Linked DNA regions of Mus musculus: region 1 is linked to region 2. Evidence: chromatin contacts called from public ChIA-PET data. All regions are on one chromosome and are shown on one strand. The core of a region is the stretch at or near the end of the contact, and the rest is flanking DNA. Distances in the headings are between cores, read along the strand shown. Region 1 holds the start of 1700063D05Rik (RIKEN cDNA 1700063D05 gene). Region 2 overlaps Ubash3b (ubiquitin associated and SH3 domain containing, B).

What was found. ChIA-PET counts read pairs in DNA pulled down with a chosen protein or histone mark.
Region 1: an RNA polymerase II ChIA-PET map of memory CD8 T cells shows a contact between it and region 2, with 6,185 read pairs. The contact joins the promoter of 1700063D05Rik here to the enhancer-like site in region 2. A contact is called at or near these places in 1 of 39 promoter capture datasets (embryonic stem cells), 1 of 15 datasets of contacts at CTCF or cohesin (CD8 T cells), 1 of 484 Hi-C or Micro-C datasets (bone marrow-derived macrophages), 5 of 115 datasets of contacts at active chromatin or transcription factors (CD8 T cells, bone marrow-derived macrophages, large pre-B cells and 2 more) and 3 of 9 other capture datasets (adipose tissue, liver and pancreatic islet).

What each region holds. Positions count from the first base shown.
Region 1 is chr9:41,204,543-41,207,531 of GRCm38.p6, reverse strand. It overlaps 1700063D05Rik (RIKEN cDNA 1700063D05 gene), which reads right to left and starts at 1,377. Exons shown (of 5, transcript NR_040392.1): 1 at 1,203-1,377.
Region 2 is chr9:41,071,528-41,074,459 of GRCm38.p6, reverse strand. The region is part of intron 1 of Ubash3b (ubiquitin associated and SH3 domain containing, B); the gene reads left to right. Among named protein-coding and RNA genes, the nearest start is that of Crtam, 68 kb to the right of the region's middle. RefSeq lists an enhancer at 1-2,821. Within about 2 kb of position 1,494, at least 120 of the 459 cell types and tissues checked have an H3K27ac peak or open chromatin away from gene starts, as enhancers often do. A contact at or near this core is called in CD8 T cells, adipose tissue, bone marrow-derived macrophages and 3 more, where this site is marked.

The DNA of each region.
Region 1 (2,989 bases), core at 128-2,627, 130 kb before region 2:
TTAGTCCTGTGGAGCATCTGGTCCACAAATCCTCTCAAAGGATCAAATCCTCTCTTCACAGTCCGTGTGTCCTTTTGGCGACACGGTGAGAACTCCTCACCTCCGCCTCCCCAGGAGTTGTCTGTGTCTAACATCAAGGCCCTCTCTTTTTCCTGACAATGACGCGTTCCGGAAGGAATCCTGGGCAGCCTTGGGTTTTCTCTCTAGAGCTCCCAGGCACTGGTCCTCCAGCTGGAAGCCTGGGGTTCAAGGGAAAGCTTTGAAGAAGGAAGCAGACATGTTCTCTCTAAGCAAGAGCAGCACAATTTTCTAGGGGAGGGCCCAGTCACAGTTGCACACAGACTGAATGCTTAGAATTGGGTTTATGTGACAGTAAAAGAATAAATTGTACCTAACGAATGAATCCCATCTGGCAAAACAACGGAGTTCTCTTCTCTTAGTTATTTACAAAATAAAACAACAACAACAAACGGGGGCTGGGGCGTATTTCCAGCACAGAAATATTCCCAGGACAGCCCTGCAATGCAGTCGCTATACAACATCAGCAAAATGTCCAGGAGTGCTGTGCCCTTTCTAATGCTCCGCTGTCTGCTAGGGCACCCCAGGACCTTCTGCTCAGAAGGGAGAGAATTCCCTTGAATCGCATCTCTGGAGTTCTCCTTTTCTCAGTTGCCCCTCCCACCCCCTACTGTACATCCCTAATACAGTCATTCTCTCCCTCTGCTCTCTCCAATGTCTACCTTGAGTAGCTCTCTCCCTCTTTGTCCTCGGCAATTAGACGCGGGGGCGGCAGTAATGACGTTCTACGATGCCTTATGACACGGGTCTTTCTCCCATTTCATTGACTCCCAAATTTGCTCATCTATTGAAATCACTGGGACGCCTGGTGTGGAGAAACTTAACTATAATCCCAGGACTTGGGATGCTGGGGCTGAAGGATCAAGTTTAAGGCCAGAGTGGACTAACATTGTGACACACAGTTTCATAAAGAGCAGAGCAGGGTTAAAAGGCTGAAAATAAAAAACAAACCAAGGATTAAGTCAACGCTGGGAAATCGCTCCTCTGCCCATGCTACCCAGCATTCATGCAAATCATCTTCCACCCATCTTCCACGCTTGGGACAGCCCCGCCTAAATAGACGGGCATCTCCATTTCTTCCTCCTGTACATAAAGTGAGTTATTAGCCTGTAACCTAAACTCACTTCAGCTCAAACACTGTCCAAACTCTTCAAACATTGACATCATATAGAAACACAGCTTCTCCTCTGAAAGCCCAGATCTCCTTACGGGAGGTCGAGTTGCTGGGTTTTATAATAACCTAGGGAGGAGCATCTTGTTTTAACTGCAGGGACCCAAGCAAGACAACAAACTACAACTAAGGACCTTCTTGATTGTGACCCAGTCTCACAGAATCTGGAATTTTCAGTGCAGCCTGATAGCTAAACTCCTCTATGATGCAGCCATTGAGGGAAACAGAATAAAAGCCGTTAGACTGGACTCCTAAGAGTCCTTGGGCCCTGGATTTCCTACAGCAGATGCTTAGCTCTTTAAGACTGTAAGGTTAGACTACATCCTGGCTCAGGCCAATTCAGGGACACTGGCAGGCACCCTGCTGGGACACTGTTTGTGAATTCTAAGCTAGCTGGGCTTTCCTTGAGGCACCTCACCTGGGAAGTAAGTTTATATCAAAAGTTGTGCCAATCCTTTTCACCATCTCTTTCCCAGGCTCCTACCTGGGTACCAAGCAGCCTGGCTGCAGGCTCTTGGTGTGAACTTTCCACATCCCCAAGAGCTGAAAGAAGTGGATTCTACCAAGTGGGCTCTGCTTCTCTTCAGAGACCCCACTATGCTGTTTATCCCTGATGCTGGGACATGAACTCTCTCAGAAGCCCCTGCCTTGCTGCCACCCTCTGTCTGTCCATGGTGCTAGTAACAATCATAGTAAATGTGTTAGCCCCTAATCTGCTTCAGTGTCCTGAGCCCACCCCCACCCCCGCATCCAGAGTCACAGCCTCCATCCCTGCCCCAGCTCTCCCTCAATAAAGCCTGTTCTCCACAAGGGGGCAGAGTTTGAACCCAAATCTTGGGTCTTGCCGGTGCCCACCTGCTTGGCTTCTCACATTCTTAGAGATTATTCCCTGGATCCCTTTGTGTCAGCTCACTAATGCTGTTATTCTTGGTCAAAGAGTCCTCTAAACCAACCCCGAGACCATGTATGGCTTACATGTTCCACTAGGCCTCAGACACAAGGAGCAACTAGTACAAGACTCCTTTCTCACAGATTGCAGAGCTTGCTGTAGACCTTTGCCAGACTTACCCTATATCAGCACCAGCTAACCCTGAAGTTACCCTGCAATATTACTGTGTAGTGACAACTGGAGTCCCAGTCAGTGTTCTGCGTAACGTTCTGTTGCTGTGATAGACACCAGGACCAAAAATGAGTTGGGGAGGAAAGGGTTTATTTTAACTTGTAGGTCACTGTCCATCATCAAAAGGACAGATGTTGCCGGTGGGACTGAAGCAGAAGCCGAGAAAGCAGTGCTCCACCATCTCAACCCCAGGCTCATCTTCAACTACATTTCCCATACAGCCAAGCTTCTTATCCTAGAATCACCCAGTTCTTTCTTTCTTTCTTTCTTTCTTTCTTTCTTTCTTTCTTTCTTTCTTTCTTTCTTTCTTTCTTTCTTTCTAAGATTTTATTATTATATCTAAGTACACTGTAGCTGTCTTCAGACACACCAGAAGAGGGCATCAGATCTCATTACGGGTGGTTGTGAGCCACCATGTGGTTGCTGGGATTTGAACTCAGGACCTTCGGAAGAGCAGTCAGTGCTCTTAACCACTGAGCCATCTCTCCAGCCCCCATCCAGTACTTCCACTGTTACGATGTTCAGGTTGGTCTGGTGCTGCTATGTATTCAGATGCTAAATACTGGCCCCCAAGACCTGGTTGCTCTCAATGAGCAGATCCTTATGTCCACCAAGTGATG
Region 2 (2,932 bases), core at 245-2,744:
TGATCTTAATATGCAAAAAAGTCTCGACATTCTCTACATAATAAGACTGTGGTGATTATACATTACATTTGGCTTTATTGGTATTAGAGATTATTTCAAGAATTTGGGGGCCACAGATACATAAAAAGACCTTATCTCAAAATAAAAGAGAAAGGAAGAAAGGAAGGGAGGGAGGGAGGGAAAGAGGAAGGGAGGGAGAAAGGAAGGGAGAGAGAGAGAGAAAGAGAGAGAGAGAGAGAGAGAGAAAGAAAGAAAGAAAGAAAGAAAGAAAGAAAGAAAGAAAGAAAGAAAGAAAGAAAGAAAGAAAGAAAGAAAGAAAGAAAGAAAGAAGAAAAGTAAAGCTTTGGGAAGGGTATTCATGTGTCATCATGCCATTTTCTATAAGAGACCTCTACATCTATTTTAATATGTGTATATGGGATGGGGGATGGGGGTCCCAGAACCAGAAGTCTTTGGGAGAAACCAACTGGGTTGCAACTGAGAAAGCAACTGGACGATCAGACCGTGTCACGTGACTAGTGTGTCACGTGACTCGGAGAGACTATCTGGTCCCCTCTACAGTGAAGGACCAGAGCAAGGCCGATGGCTGTCACCCACGAAGAAGGGGCTTGGTGTGGCTGTTTTATCTAGCACTCAGTATTGTAAGCATGCCTCTTGCTTTGGTATCTGGCCCCAGGTCCCAGTGAGGATTCCTCCCTCCCCCTCCTTCCCTGCAGCCATGCCTCGGTTTTATCTACTCATTTCAGCTCTAGATGGAGGAAACCACAGCCCCACTTCCTCCCTCTGCGGGTAAAAGAGACTCCCAGCACAGAAAAACACATAAGGTAGTAGAAGTGGAAAGGGCCCGAGAGAACTCCATGAGCCCCTTTCATTTCCTATAAGCTCGGGGAGGGTGGAGGACATGCCAGAGGTCATGTAATGGTTGCTGGGACTAGAGCCTGGCTGTCCCTCCAGCATCAACCTTCTATCCACCTGCCCAGGAGCCCATCAAAGGGATGGCGAAAGGATACAGGGTGCAGCCGACAACGCAGATCCTCAAGTCTGAGGTCACTGCATACTGTGCCTTGGCTTCCCTTGACCTTGAAGATGTGTCACCCCATCCCCACGCCCCGACCCCCACAATTCCCAGCTCTGTGCAATGGGGAGTATACATGATGTGATCCGATCGCTTCTGCATCTGGGAGGGCATCACTGAAGCCACAGCGAGATTAATGTAAGTTAATACCTGCTGTCAGCCTCCAAGTGCACACTGCCATGATTCTTAATACTTTAGCTGGAGGACTGCAGCCATTCTGTCCCCATCTCAGCTTCTCCACTTCCCACCTGATCCAAGGAATAAGACTCTGATAACTCGGAGAGCCATCGGGCTTTTGACTTGTCACCTGTTGTGGGGCGGACCTAAACACGGGAAGACATTGTAAAGGAGAGAGAAGATTGGGCTTTGAGTGGGGAGGGGAGAGGACCATGAAGGAGGGGGGACAAGCTCACACCCTCTGCTGCGTTCACCAACGAGGTTCCAGCCCAGGCCTGGTTATCTCTCCCTCCCACTCACTGGGGATGCTGTATCAGTGAAAAAGGAAGTAAAGCAGGGGAAGTGACTCATTAGGATCCTCCCCTAACCCACCCACCCACTCACCCCCACCCCCACCCCCACCCTCAGACAGAAGTGTATTTTGTCAACTCAGACTCAAGGTCCTATCTGTGTGAGCCTGGTTGAATTATATTCAGGAGAGAGGGGGAGGGGTTAGGGAGGAAGGGAGGGATGAAGAGAAGCAAGGAGAAATAGGGGAGGGAAGAAGGAGAAGAAGGAGACAGAAAGAGGGAGAGGGGGAGAGGGAGAGAACGAGCTGGTAGAGCCATAGACCACGGGTTTGCCTCTGCTTCCCTTCTGGTATTCATAGGCTGATTTAACTGTGAGTACTCCAGGGTCCTGGAGTTCATTGTGGAGTCTTGTATCTGAACACCACAGTGACCCCGTTGCTTTTATCACAGAGGATGCTGGACATGGCGTTCTGGGGCAATTCGTGAACTGGTTAAGGAGGAAGAAGGATTAAGTTAGGACCAAAGGAATCAGGCCCCATGTAGGCATGAGCAGTACCACATGTTGGCCTGACAGGAATCAAGGCTGACCACATTTGGAGGCAGCATTTGAATGTAGCAATCAGAAAAGGCTATGGGGAAATTTCTTGAGAGCATCTGACCTTGAAGTACATGCAGAGCCACCCAGAACTGTCAGACCCTCCCCTTCCTACTCCAGAAACAAGAGACCACATTTTGGTAGCAGAGCCAGTGGCTAGCTGAAACTTCCACATGTAAGCTAACACACACCCTGTCTCTGTCTCTCTGTCTCTCTGTCTGCCTGTCTGTCTGTCTGTCTCTCTCCCTGTTTCCTTATCTTTCCTTTTTTTTTTTAACCTTACCCAGACATAGTGGTCCATACTTGTAGTACCAGCACTTGAGGCAGGAGAATTGCTAGATTGAGGCCAGCTGCATAGTAAAACTCTGTCTTAATTTTTAAATTTTATTTATTTATTTTATTATATGAGTACACCATTGCTCTCTGCAGGGACACCAGAAGATGGCATCATATCCCATTACAGATGTTTGTGAGCTACCATGTGGTTGCTGGGAATTGAACTCTGGACCTCTGGAAGAGCAGTCAGTGCTCTTAACCGCTGAGCCATCTCTCCAGCCCCAAGACTGTCTTTAAAAACAAACCAATAACTATTTTTTTCTAGTGATCAAATGGTTCCCTACATTTAAAATTTGTTTTTATTTATTTTTTCAATTAATTAAGATGTATGTGCATGCATTGGTGTGTGGTATGGGGTGTGTGTGTGTGTGTGTGTGTGTGTGTGTGTGTGTGTGTGTGTGTGTACATGCAAGTGCTCTTGCATAGGCTACAGTGTCCATGTGGAAGTCCAGACAATTT